Linked DNA regions of Sus scrofa: region 2 is linked to region 1. A link is a contact called in public Hi-C data. All regions are on one chromosome and are shown on one strand. Each heading gives the region's core, a stretch centred on a gene start, on an enhancer-like site or on the middle of the called end of the contact. The rest is flanking DNA. Distances are from core to core; before and after follow the strand shown.

Region 1 (7,059 bases), core at 1,663-4,162:
ACTTTGGAGTAAGCAATGGAAATATTAGCATATCATCAAATAACTAACATTTCATTAGCCGGTATTATACCTTTTCAAATATATTTTGCACTTGTGCTTAAAACTGCAATGATGTCACAATGGCACTAATAAAATATCACTGCAGTGTATGGCAGTGACAATACAATATTTACCTGTTACACAGTAACTACAGAATATATTTAGGCAACAACCACAACATCACAGTATAGTTTCATCACTCTGATATAACATCCTACTATCATTACATTTTGTTCTGATATGGTTATATTAGGCTTGTCACAATCTTAAATAACATTTAGAAAACAAATTAATCTGAATCACTTATACTTTTGTGTATACACACTAGCAGCCAAATGTTTCACTTTCAAATATGTTTTAATGAAAAACAAATGTATAGGGTTAGCTCCAAAGGGCCATACAAATTAGAAAATCAAAATACAAAAATGTCATTAAGAAGTTAACAACTAAAATACTTCAACATTATTCCAAATGTCGTAATTCCTATTATAACAATGTCTTCAACATCTGTGCATTCTTAGAATTAACTGTATACATGCAAAATATATTTCAAAATATCTCAAAACTGACACATTTCAATCATCTTAATGAACACTAATTTTTAGGGTTAGCTTGTTATAGTTAAATTACTACAGTTCCCATCCCTAAGCAAATCTAGAAAAATTTTAAATTATGGTTTAAGTTTATATCACTGTGGAAACACATGAAGAAGGTGCTTTGGCTCACCTTGCTGGTGGGTGCTTTAAAAGATATTTGCTTTAATCATAGAGCCAATAAATGGTTAAAAAACACCTGAAAAGAATTCCCAAAAATTTGAAACAGTTGCAGTATAACGCAGAGCACTTAATAAGGACCCTAAAGATTAGCCCAGACTGTCACTATTTTTGTGATTCTGTTTATGTCACTTAATCTGACTCTGTTTTTAGAGCTCAAACACATAAATCCATCCTACATGTTTCATAATCTCTTGTCCAAGTTTTTTTTCTACACATTAGTTTTCTTTCAACCAAGAAATTAGGAGAATCTACTACATGCAAGAAATAGTGGTAGGCACATTTTGTTATTCTAGCAAGGAATTAAAGGCATAATGTGATCTTTTTGTTTGGAGAATTTTGGGATCAAGTGAATGAAGTTATGATAGCTCCATTGATTTACAAAAAATAAATAAATTAATTAAATAAAAAAAATTAAGTTGAAATACAGGACAATACCAAATAAGGCTGATAAGGGAAAAAATGTGAGATAAATATTTGGTTGTTAGATATTTTGAATCCTTTCTTTTTACAGTGCCATGCAATTTAGGAAGGCAATAAACTTGAAACAGTTAAGGAAAAATACTAAAATTTATATAGAAATAACCAGGGTCCAGGTAAGGTGATGAAAAACAGAGGTAAGAAGACATACCACTTCTCACTGGTTGCTTGCTTTGTCACTTTCTATCTATGCACTAAACCTATCTGAAAAGTCTACCTTGGGGAAAAAAGTTACAGAGAAAAAATGTCAAATCAAATACAATAGGCGATGGCATTTGTAATATTTTATGAAAATGTATAAAAGGCTTAACTCACACACTTCACCCTATAAAAATGTATGAAATATAAACATAGACCAATTTTAAGTAGCATTGATAGGAATTAACTAATTTACAAGCTTTATTAACACAGCAGCTTTGTCCTACCAATCCAATCTGATCACTCCTTTCAACACAACAGTTATGAACCAAGCACATTCTTTAGCAGACTTCTCATGAAAAATTCCTGCATAGGAAAGCCTTAAAACTGGATTTCTTTTACTTGTTAAAATGCCAATCAATTTTAAACATATTGTTTGAGATGCAACTCTAGGAAGCAAAATATATAGAAAAAAATAAACAAAAACATATGTACACACATTTAATGCAGATATGGGTATGACTGTTAAGATCAAAGTCAGGTTTTAACTACTTTGGATCCACATAAGTCTTTAACATACATTCTCTTAAAGCCTGCATGATTTAAGATTGAGATTCAGGAGATAAGCAGCCTGGCGGTGAAAGAAGGGAAGTTACTTTTTTCAGCATTTTCTAATGAAACCCATCTCTCATATGGATATAAACTTTTCTAAGTTAGTCCACACCCTGAGCTAGTGGGGTTGGCAGAAGGGTGCCTTCAAGATGAGATCCTGGGAAGAATGCCAAACCGTCTCCAAACATTAATGATTTCTCTTGATTAGGAAACATGTCAGGGTAAAAGCACGTAGGGATCCTGTCGTAATCTAGAAGACTGGTGGGCAGGAACCAGAGTAGAAAGTGGGAGCATCAAAACAGATTTAGTTAACAGCATTTACAAGTAGTCACGCAACCCATCCTCCCCTCCATCTCCATCAGACCAGGCTATCCTCTCCAAGTCAGAAAGCGGAGGGTTCAGAGATGTGGGGTCAGGGTGGTTCCCCCGGCAGGTCCCCTCCCTAAGTTTCCCCTCTGTTGAGCCCAGATCTCCGTTCTGAACCGACCTAGGAGCTGGTCCAGGGCTGGGAGCCCAGTTGACACCAGCAGCTGTCCATTCCGCACAGACGGTCGTGTCCCCGCGATGGACACCAGTCGAGAGTAGCCACTGTCGGAACCGCTGGCTCTAGGACCCCTCCGCTGGAAACTGGTGACGTTGTTCTTGCTGGCCGCCGCCACTGTGGACCCGGGACTCCCGGTGCAGGTGCCGCAGGTCGCCACTGCCGCCATCTTGGAACTTCCCGCGTTGACCCAATAGGAACTCTGGGAGCTTAAGCAGCGGGCCTGTCAGAGCCAGCCTCAAACTCCCGCCTCCTTGCCGCCACCGCGGCTCTCCGAGCCAATAGAACGGAGAGTTCCCTCCTGAGTCAACTAATCGCGAGGCGTTTTGCTGAAAAGTGAGCTTACGTCAGGACGGTGGACTTCTGCGAGGCCCAGGTGAAAAAGGGACGCCTGAGTCCTGGGTGAGAGTCTTCCCGGGTACTTTGGGGCTAGAGGTGGGTAATATTGTTCAACATTCTTCTCGGTTTGAGTGCCTTCATTCACCTGAGTTAAAGAAAAGGTGGGGGAGCAATATATCAAGCAACTACCAGTAGGACCTTGCACTTTTCTCCCCTCGGTAGTAAAGAGGAAAGATAACCTGCCCCTGCCCCCTTCTCTTCTGATTTATGAGAGAAAATTCCGTCCGCCTCCGCCATCAGGTCTTTTTTTCTGAATGATTGAGTATTAATGAAGAATTTGGAACTTTTACCTCAGTAAGATGCTTGTTGAGCCCCTTGGTAGGTGGGTTGGATTTAAAGTGAAAAACTCTTGAGCTTAGGGGCAGTTTGCTTTTCCTCTGTCTTAAACAGCAAATGACAAAATGTACCTCTCTGACAAATACCCGTGAGTATCTTAATTTTAATTAGTGCTTCTGGAAGTCTTGGAGCGCCTTCCCATAAGTGGTGTGAATGATAAGTGTTACTCTGACAACCTTGTTCACACATTTAATTGTCGTTTGCTGTTAAGGCAGCTGCAAATAACAGAGAATACTTTACGTTTCTTTCCCGAAAAACTGATAAGAATTAGATGTGTATGTGCTTTCTTTTTCAAGTGATTTGTGAACTCTGAGTCGAGAGCTTATTAGAATAGGAATTTTATGCGGGGAAAAAATCATGTAATTTAGAGCTGTGTCGGTGGATTTAAATTTTTTTCTTAAAGTTTTGAGCCAGGCAGAGAGTGGGGGGTTGGAGTGAGTGATTTTTAAAGCATTCATGATTGACAAGTGTCTAAACTAAAAAAGACTCTCAAATTATGCTTGCACTACTAAGTTATTGTTGGTTTTGACAGTGATACCTTTAAAATATATCCAAACTCCATGAAAATTTTTGCCGTTGAATTGTTTTAAATAGCAATGACCTGTTACAACCTATTCGCTGATTCTATTTGGTAAAGTGGGATTGTATTACTAAATAATGACTAGAGTTTTTCATTGGGGAAATTATTGGTTTTTGTTTTTTTAAGGAAAAATGATCAGGAAAAAAACCCCACGAAAACACCACCTTACTATTTAGCAGTATATCTACTGGAAAACTTGATTAAGGTTTAGATGCTTTCATTTAGAATTTCACCAGCATAATCTGTAATCTAAATCATTCAATAAATAGCTGTTGAGTGTTCACTCTCTACTTAGACCTAACCTTGTCATTTTAGGCCTATAGAATTAAAAAAAGTTCTCATTTGGGGGAGATAAGATTAACACACCGAAAACAGTATAGCACTTAAACACATTGGAACAACATGTGTTAATTTGTCTTGTAGTAAATAAGTAGGAAGAAAACCTAAACAAAGGGCGACAAAGCAATCTAATATCAAATAGAAACTTCTTGGATAGTTTTGTTGCTCTAAAAACATTGAAGAACTACAAATATTGAATTTTTGTAGATTTCTTTACTATATAGTCCCTTGTTTTCTACTCTGCTTACTTCAGCCTTTAGTTTTTTTAGTCCTTGTTACTGGAACTGAAAAATTGTTTTTCAGCTTTAACTATAATCCAGGAAGCGTGACATATGAACAAGGCATTCCTGAATTTAGGATATAGCTTTGGTATAACATCATCGTAGAATAAATTAATTTGATCTGTCTTGATTTTTTTTTTTAACAAAGATAAAACCTTTGCTCTCAAAGCAAATAATCCCAAATACTTGAATTTACCAGTATGTAGAGTAGAATGTAAAACATTGGAATAAATGAAATATTTGTGGAAAGGAAGAGTTAAAAGGGTATATGTTTAAGTGTGGTGTTAAATGATTATTAAGCATTATTTATTGAACACAAACTAAATCCCATGAAGTGTGCTAAGTGCTTAGGTTACAGGAGAAAGGATACTTACTCTCTACCCTCCTTGAGTTCATAGGTTGGGAGCAGTAGGTGGGTAGATAGGAAAATAAAATATACTGTAAGCACCAGGGAGGATAAATGCAGAATATATAACTTAGACTGAGATAGAGAATCCTTGTAAAGTTTACCGTAAGGAAGAAGCTTAACCTTAGTTTTGAAGGATGTACAGAAGATAAAAGCATTGTGGAGAATGGAAGCCATTTCAGAGAACAGGAAGACTGCCCCTTCAGTAAATCTGCTCTCCTTACAACTGTGCAAATAATTCTCATAATTTATACACAGGGCTAAGAGAAGAGGAGACTGGAGAAATTAGATGAAAGTCCAATTGACTTCTTCAAGATGGATTTTTTTCCCCCTTAAGGGTAATGATAAATAGGAAATCATGGAAACATTTCAAGTAAAGTAATAACATAATAATCACATTTGATTGTTATATTTGGCTAAATAGTATCCTGGAAGAGAACAGATAGGCTAAAAGTGTGATTGGGACGTTCCTGTTGTGGTCAGCGGAAATGAATCTGACTAGTATCCATGAGGATGCAGGTTCGATCTCTCACCTTGCTGAGTGGGTCAGGGATCTGGTGTTGCCATGAGCTGTGCTGTAGGTCACAGATGAGGCTTGAATCACACGTTGCTGTGGCGTAGGCCAGCAGCTACAGCTCTGATTAGACCCCTAGCCTGGGAACTTCCACATGCTGTGGGTGTGGCCCTGAAAAGCAAAAAAAAAAAAAAAAAAAAAGAAGATTGGGATTAAAGAGAATAGAATGCATTGAGATTGCCGTAAAGGGTAGAATTGATATCACCAAGGAAGGTTGACAGGAGGAATAAAAGATGACCGACGGGGTTCTATCTTAAGCAGTTTTCTGGATGGTGTAAGATAAAGAATAAAGAAGAAACAGTTGGATTTTATGGTTGTTTTAAGGAATGGGAAATCAAGTTTTTTATGTTTTGAATGTATTTAATTGGAGGTACCTGTGGAGTGTCCAAGTGGAGATGTCTAATACACAGCAGGCCCTGTGAGAGAGGAATCTGTATAGGAAACATGTAAATTAGAAATTAATGTATGGCGGCAATTTACCTTGAGAGAATGTATAAACTCACCAAGGAAATGTATACTTTAGAATGAGAATAAAAAAAAAAAGAGTAAACTTCAAGGAACATAATCACGTAAAAGCTGTGCAGAGGAGCAGAAAATAAAATAAGAATTGGAAAGTGTTTATTTGATTTATTGATAATGATTTATTTTTGTTTTTGTTAAGGGCAGATTTGAAGGCGTAGCAAACTGAAAAGTTAAATAATTGTCTTTAGCATTGAATGGGAAGTGAAGTTGAATATTACCTAAAAGTAGACCATTTGACATTTTAGAAGACTTTTCTGTGAGGAGAGGTGGAGGGAAATGACAGAGGTTTAAAGGAGGAGTTTCCGTGTGTGTGCACGTGTGTGTGGGGGGGTAGGGAGATGGGGAGGAAGAGAGAGAGAAAGAAAGGTAATGGAAAATATTCTAGACAATTGATAAAGAAAAGAACCTGAATGAAGTAGAAGGCATGGAATCTGGAGCACAGGAAAGGGGTCAGTATTTGAAAGGAGGAGGCTAAATTCAGTGGCTAAAATAAGACTCTTTGTTTTCCTTTTTGCCATTAACTCTTGGAGCTTCTAAGACAATGTTTTCTTTTTTGTTCCATAATCTTACATACATCTACTCCCAGGACCTCAGTTCCTATTTATATACCAATGACTAACATAGTTATTGTCCAGATTGCTTCTCTGACCTCCAGAATCATAAATTCCGATATTTACCTTCTTTTTGAAAGTCTTAGTGGGACCTCAAACTCATAATGCCCCACACTGAATTCCTTTGGTGGTTTGTGTCTCTGTAAATATAGCACCATTTGTAGAATTAGTTGCCTAAGCTGGGGAATCTCACTACACTCAATTCCTCTCTCAAGCTTCATTCTTCCATATCCAGTCTATCACCAAAACTTATGGAATTTACTTCACAGTAGCTCCCTAATCCATTCTAGAGCATTTAGCCCTCATCTTTGGTTCTCCTGTAGTACATTGTCCTTGCAAATGCCATCCTGATCCTCTCAAAATAGATATCTGTTCATATAGTATAAAAACAAAGCTTTTTAAGGCATGCACCTGATTTCCTCTACCTT
Region 2 (6,934 bases), core at 3,622-6,121, 140 kb after region 1:
GTTAAACTTCTAGCAAGATTCATCAGGGAAAAATAAATAGAAAACACTAATTTATCAACATAAAGAATAAAATGGAAAATATAAATATATATGTTACAGTAATAAAAGAGTAATAAGAAGATAGTATGAACATTACAACAATAAATTAGACTTCTGAAATGAAATAGACAGAGTCCCGAAAAATACAATTCACCTATGTTGACCAATCAGGAATTAGAACATTTTACTAGCCCTACGGCCTCTAAAAGTAGTTAAATTCATAATTGCAAAACTTTCCACAAAGAAAACTTCAGGCCCAGATGACTTTCCTAGTAAATTCTATTAAACATTTAAATAAGCAATCTTACACAAACTTTTGCAGAAAAGAGAGAAAATGGAATCATTTCCCAATTATTTTATGGAGTCCGCATAACCATGATACTAAATTTAGACACATATAGAAGAAAATAAAGTTACACCAGTATATACCATGAACCTAGACATAAAAATCCTTAACAAAGTAACAGCAACTACCATCTTGCAATACATAAAAAAACCACAATACTTCATAAACAAGTGTGATTTGTCCTAGGAATGCAAAATAAGCTTAACACAAGAAAAGACAATATAATTCAATACATTAACAGATTAAAGAAGAAAAATTAATATATAAAAGCTTCAATATATATTTTTAAAAAAAAACCTAACAAAGTTCAATACCCATTTGTGATAAATACTCTCAGAAGCTAGGAACAGGAAGAACTTCCCCAATCTGATAAAAAGTATCTTAAAAAACACAGCTAACATTTTATTTAATAGTTAAATACTGAAGCCCTCCTCCCAAATCAGGGACAAGACAAAGAAATTTCCTCTCACCACTTCAACTGAACACTGTAATATAAACATATAACTAGTGCATCAAGGCAAGAAAAACAAATAAAAGGCATTCAGATTCAAAGAATTAACTCCCTTTATTTGTAAATGGCATAATTATGTTGGTAGAAAATTCTATGGAATCTACAAAAACAGCCGTAGGACAACTGAAAACAAATTACCAAGAGTGTGGGATATGAGATCAGTATATAAAAATGAACTAGAGTTCTATACACTACCAATGAGTAGCTGAAAAATGAAATAAAAAGAAAAAACATTTACAATGAACCAAAAAATAAGAAAAAAAACCCCAGAAATAAATCCAAAGATAGACTGTAATACTGTACTGAAAGTTCTGAAATATTTCTGAGAAACCAAAGATGACAAGTAATAGAGAAGATATAATATATTAATGAATTAGAGGACTCAATATTGTTAAATGTCCAGACTGCTAAAGTGGATATATATTCAACACAGTCAAAATTAAAATGCTAGCAGGATTTTTTTTTAGTAGAAATTTACAAGCTGATTTTAAATTTATATTTCTATATTTAAGCAGAATATACAAATACAAATATTCTTTGCAAAATAAATTTGAAAAGAAGAATAAAATTAGAGAACTTAACTTTACGTGACTTTAAAACTAACTGACTATAAACCTACAGTAATCAAGACAGAGGTATTAGTAAAGGATAAATATATCAAACAGAATAGAGTCTAGAAATAGACCCATCTTGCCAAGACAATCCAACAGAGAGAAGAAAATCTTTTCAGGCAATGATAAACAAATGGACAGCCACACCAAGGGAAAAACGTAACTTCCTATATCACACCATACACAAAAATCATATGTCTAAAGGTAAAGGCAAACTATAAATCTTATAGAAGAAAACACTAACCATAAAACAAAACTTTGATAAATTACATTCCACCAAAACAAAAATCTTCTCATCAAATATTATCATTAAGAAAATGAGCTGACAAATGATAGTCTAGGAGAAAACATATATAATATATGCACAAGATCAAGAATATATTTAATTTTTAAAAGAGACGTCACAAAAGACAATTATACAAATGGCTAAAATCACATTAAACACAGTGGTTCTCAATGAGATAGGGAGGTTTCCAAGTTTTTAGAACCAGGAAACATTCTTAGCTGTTACTAGCATCTAGCATGCTGCTAAACATCATACAATCAACAGGACAGCCCCACGTAAAGAATTATCCTGCCCCAAACGTCAGTGATGGCAAAACTGAAAAACCCTTAACAGATTAATTGAAAGAGAGTAATAGCATCAAATGTTGGTGAAGATGTAGAGCAACTAGAACTCTCTGATACATTACTAGAGGGTATGCAAAATGGTTCATTCATTTTGTCTGATGTTTGACAGATGTTACCACATTAAGTGCAAAGGGCTTCTTCTTGTCGAAAGAATGCCAACATGGCTACAAGGCCCTGCCCACATGATCTAGACCTACCTCTCCAGCCTCATATCCATGTTAAATAAGGCACAAGGATGAAGAAATTTTTCAAAAGTCTACTTGATTTTAGTGACAGAAATCTTAAACATTTTGAAACAAAAGAAACTTTAACATCATTTAGCTCAACTACTACCTAAAGCAGGGATAATAACATTTAAACAGTGTCTCTCACAATAAATAGTAAGCTATGACAAAATCTCATAGATTTGATAAAAACTAGAGAAAGAACTGATGTTATATAAGTAATACTCTTCTACTTTTTTCATAAACTGAGTTAACCAGACACCATTATAGTTACTGACATTGCTTAAGAAATCTCAGAATATAGATTGAAAAAAATTAATATGATAGTTGGGAAAGATATTATCTATTTATAAATATCACAACTCATTTCACAAAAGAATGGAGTCAGGTGAAGAGTGTTTGACCTAAATCAGTATTTTTCAATAAAAATACAATGCAAACTATAAATGCAAGCCACATATGCAACATTAAAATAGAAAGCAGATGAAATCAATTTTGATAATACTTATTGTATTTGTAAAAATATGCAAATAATATATATAAAATAAGCAAAATGTAATATATTCTGAAATATATATCCAAAATAACATATCCAGAATATTATCATTTCAATATTGAATCAACATAAAAATTTTTGATTATTATATATTATTTTTTGGTACTAAGTCTTCAAATTCCAATGTGTGTTTTACACTAACAGTGCATCTCATTCTGGACTAGCCAAGTTTCAAGTGCGTTAATAGCCACTGTTAGCTAGGGTCTATGGGATACTAATGTTGACTATTACATGGCACATTTCAAGGAATTTTACAAAGATTATTTCATTTAATCCTTCTTGAGGAACATACAGGAGAAAATAACTTGTCCAATTTCTCAAGGAAGTTAGTGGTGGAATCAGGATGACTCAATCAGCATGACTCAGATCTGGTCCAAACCATCATGCTAGCCCATCTCAAATCAACTTTTTTTCTTTCACTGAAAGTTTCAACTAATCAAATTGATACTCTGATCAATCTTTTTTTGTTTTTGTTTTTGCTTTTTTCTTTTTAGAGCACACTTAGTGGCATATGGAAAATTCCCAGGCTAGGGGTCAAATTAGAGTTGCAGAGGCCGGCCTACACTACAGCCACAGCAATGCCAGATCTGAGCAGCATCTTTGACCTACACCACTGCTCACAACGACGGATCCTTAACCCACTGTGAGAGGCCAGGGATTGAAAGGGCATCCTCATGAATACTAGTCGGATTGCTTACCCCTGAGCCACAACAGGAACTCCCTCTGATTCCTGCTTTGATATCATTTATTCATTTTATGGAAACCTAAATTTCTGGTCACCTAAAAAAACTGATCCCCCGGCCCCCAATGATTTAGAATCTGAAAGAAAACGACTTACCATTAATATGAGTTTTTGATACTTTTGTTTTAGGTCTGACACACTTGCAGATGGGTCTGCCCCTAGAATGCTGTACCAATCCTTTCTTGGTATCTGCTCAAATGCCATCATCCATCCAACAAGAAATGAGCCTTCTCAGATCAGCTGAATAGAAAAATTGATGACAATTCATTACGATTTGCGTGTATCTAAGAAATAACAAGGAACCGTTTTTCTAAGTTCTTCCATATTTGAGTAAATCATGATTACAGTGCAAACCTGAAGAAGCGTATCTTTTAATTTTAAAACGTGCTAAGAATTCCATGGGTAAGTATACAGACAAGTGTGGAAAACCTATTAGATGTTTCATGATATACGCTTATATCTTAAATTAATGAATATACAAAAGCAAAAAAAAAAAAAAAAAAAAAAAAAGAGAGAGAGAGAAAGAAAAAAAAAATTCGATAATGATCCGGAGCAGTGGATGACTGCTAGATGACTGCTAGTATTTCCGCTAGTTTCTTGGTAAAAGCGACACACAGTAAGTGCTCAGCAAACACACTAGAGTTTAATTAATGTTTACAAAATGAGTAAATATTTCCTAAAAGCAAAACAAAACACCAAAGAATTAACATGAATCTGGGAGCATTCCCTCCTAATTTTTCCAGTTCACCTCTTTTCTTCCAGATTACCTTAAAAGAATAACAGGTGAAACAGCTCGTCAGCAGCGGCAGGTAGAGAGCAACAGTCCCTTGGGCAGAGGAGACGCGCTCAGACCACGCAAAGAGCGCCTGAAGCTGTTCACTGAAGGATACCGCAGCCCTCCAGCTTGCTTCCCGAAACACAGCCCGCCAGAAGCCCCAGAACCAGGCAACCTCTTCCCGCAGCAATGAGTTCAACGAGACATCCGGGGTTTCCTAAAATTGGGACTCGGAAATCCTCGGCCTCCACAGGTCAGCACCCTACCCTGGATTCGCCTCTTAGCAAACTTACCAAACTTAGCAGAGCCATTAAAGCCCACTGCTACGGCTGTCTGTCTAACCACGGAACCGGCTTCTGCTTCCGCCGGAAGTCACTGCCCTGACGTGATCACGTTTCTAGTCGAGCCGCCCAGGCTGAGGCTCCGATCGGAAGCGCCGCTCCGCCCTCTGGACGCGGTCGCTATGGTAACCCAGTGGCATTTTCCAGGGCGTTTGTCATCAGTAAGTGCCGGAGCTGTGGAAAAAGGCATTCTTCTTTTTTCTAACTCACTCCTGTCCTGGCTTCCCGACTGTCGCTTCTCTCCTCTTCCTCAGAGAGCACCCCCCGCCACCAGGCTTTCGCCGCCTTCCCCAAAGCTTCCTCCGCTTACCCTACCCAGCGCTGCTCCCAGTCCTTTTGTGGTTGGCGAACGTAGTACCGTGGCTGGGGATGGGATGGGGTGGGGGTGGGGATGCTGGGGTGGGGGGGTGGGGATGAAGAGAACGCTGAGGAGCTCTGACTCGCCTTTGTCCCCACACGTGCCTTCTAATGTTCTCATTCCAAAATGAAGGGAGCTAAAACCTATGCTGAGCAACGTTTTTCTTATTCAGTTTCAGTATTTTTTTTCTTCTGGAAAAGATGTTCAACGTAATTATTATTGTTTTTTTGGATCTTAGCAACCGACTTAAAAAATGAGAAATTTTAAAAGTCCTTTCACACTCAGCAAGTCTACCTATTGCCAGGGCAGCTATGCTATCTTTAAAGCTTACGGAAAAAGCAGAATAATACTCTCTTTTTGAGGCAGTTGCTGGGCACTCCAATGGGCACTGTTAAGTTTTTTGGTTGCTGTTGTTACTTTTTACTTCTCTCTTGGTTCATTCGTTCTGTTGTTCCCTTTTATTATCAAATCTCTGTTCCGCTTACCCAGTATTGACCAACCTTGTTTGCATTGTGCCTGGAGGTGAAAAAAAATGCATTTTATTGCTTGGCAGCATGATATAATTTTCACTTGGAGATGTTGAGGTAGTTTTGTTACTGCTTAGATTTGCTTTCCTTTATCTTTTTTATCTTTCTTCTACCAAATCTCATTTTGAGAAGCTGCGAAGACAAACCCTAAGTACATAAATAAGATATTTTGATATGGTCAGTTATTGAATGATGTTAGAAACTATAAAAGAAAAACTGAGTGATATAGGAAAGTGTAAAAATCTCAAGGGAAAAGTTTAAATTAGGTTCTCCATTGGGTTTTAAACATAGGATATTTAAAAGCAGACAGCGTTAAACTAAGTCAGAGAATCTGGTGTTCAGTCCTGGTTCCAGCATAACTTCTTTGTGGCCCTAAGGATACCTAAAATGACAGAACTGTTATTCTGAAAACCTTCTTATACAGTGCTGTCAGAATGGTACCTCTTGAATTTTTCTAGCCCTTAAACTTCCCTTTTCCACTGCAGGTTCCTTCTTCGTTGGATTCAGGTCATCCAATTTTTACAGCAAGAGCACCTTATTTTGATTTATAATTCTATTAAGGCATCACGTTATGTCTTTTATTCCCTTTTTTGAACAGAATTCTAAAAACCTAATCAGAGTAACTTAGTTTTCTCAATTTACTTTTTTAATACTTGTATTTTTTATTTATTTGGATTAGAGAGAATTACTTTTTTTTTGTCCCCAGAAGATCCCAAGTGTTTTGTCACTTCATATCAACATACTTTGGTTTGCATCCCAAAGCATATTTTTGCAACTTTTTCTTTCCTCTCCATCATATCATTATTCCACAAAAATGATCAGTAATTCATTGATGTTGTTCAATATCTAGTCCTTATTATATTTCCATAGTTGTCTCAGAAATGTCTTTTTATGGTTAGTTTGCTTGACTCAGAATCCAAAGTCTACACATTTCATTTTGTTTTTCTGTCTCTTAAATATCTTTTGAACTATAGCAGTTCCAATTCTCCACTACTATGGTTTTGTTTTTCCCTGCCATTAGATTATTGAAACACAGATCAGTTGTCTTACAACCTGAATTTATCTGTTTATTTATATTAGAATAAACTTCTTTAAACATTTTTTACGTGAATACTTTCTCATTAACTTTCCTTCATTTTTTTTTTCAGATTCTAGGGCAGTACAGTCCAATAGAAATACTATGTAAGCCACAAATGCAAACCACGTGTGATTTTAAATTTCCCATTAGCCATGTTAGGAAGTAAAAAGAGACAGATGAAATGAATTTTAATAAT

Evidence for each region. A called contact is a pair of places that touch in the nucleus more often than the background predicts.
Region 2: a contact with region 1 is called in a Hi-C map of skeletal muscle, with 4 times the contacts expected there. The contact joins the promoter of DNAJC24 here to the promoter of IMMP1L in region 1. A contact is called at or near these places in 1 of 5 promoter capture datasets (liver), 3 of 47 Hi-C or Micro-C datasets (alveolar macrophages, heart right ventricle and skeletal muscle) and 1 of 2 datasets of contacts at active chromatin or transcription factors (alveolar macrophages).

Annotation. Positions count from the first base shown.
Region 1 is chr2:29,227,298-29,234,356 of Sscrofa11.1, forward strand. IMMP1L (inner mitochondrial membrane peptidase subunit 1) reads left to right here and starts at 2,913. Exons shown (of 7, transcript NM_001245014.1): 1 at 2,913-3,018. ELP4 (elongator complex protein 4) reads right to left here and starts at 2,795. Exons shown (of 10, transcript XM_003122892.6): 1 at 2,530-2,795. The coding sequence starts at 2,752.
Region 2 is chr2:29,360,373-29,367,306 of Sscrofa11.1, forward strand. It overlaps DNAJC24 (dnaJ homolog subfamily C member 24), which reads right to left and starts at 4,872. Exons shown (of 4, transcript XM_021085296.1): 1 at 4,728-4,872; 2 at 3,756-3,899. The coding sequence starts at 3,866. It overlaps LOC100517025, which reads left to right and starts at 4,809. Exons shown (of 41, transcript XM_021085289.1): 1 at 4,809-4,936.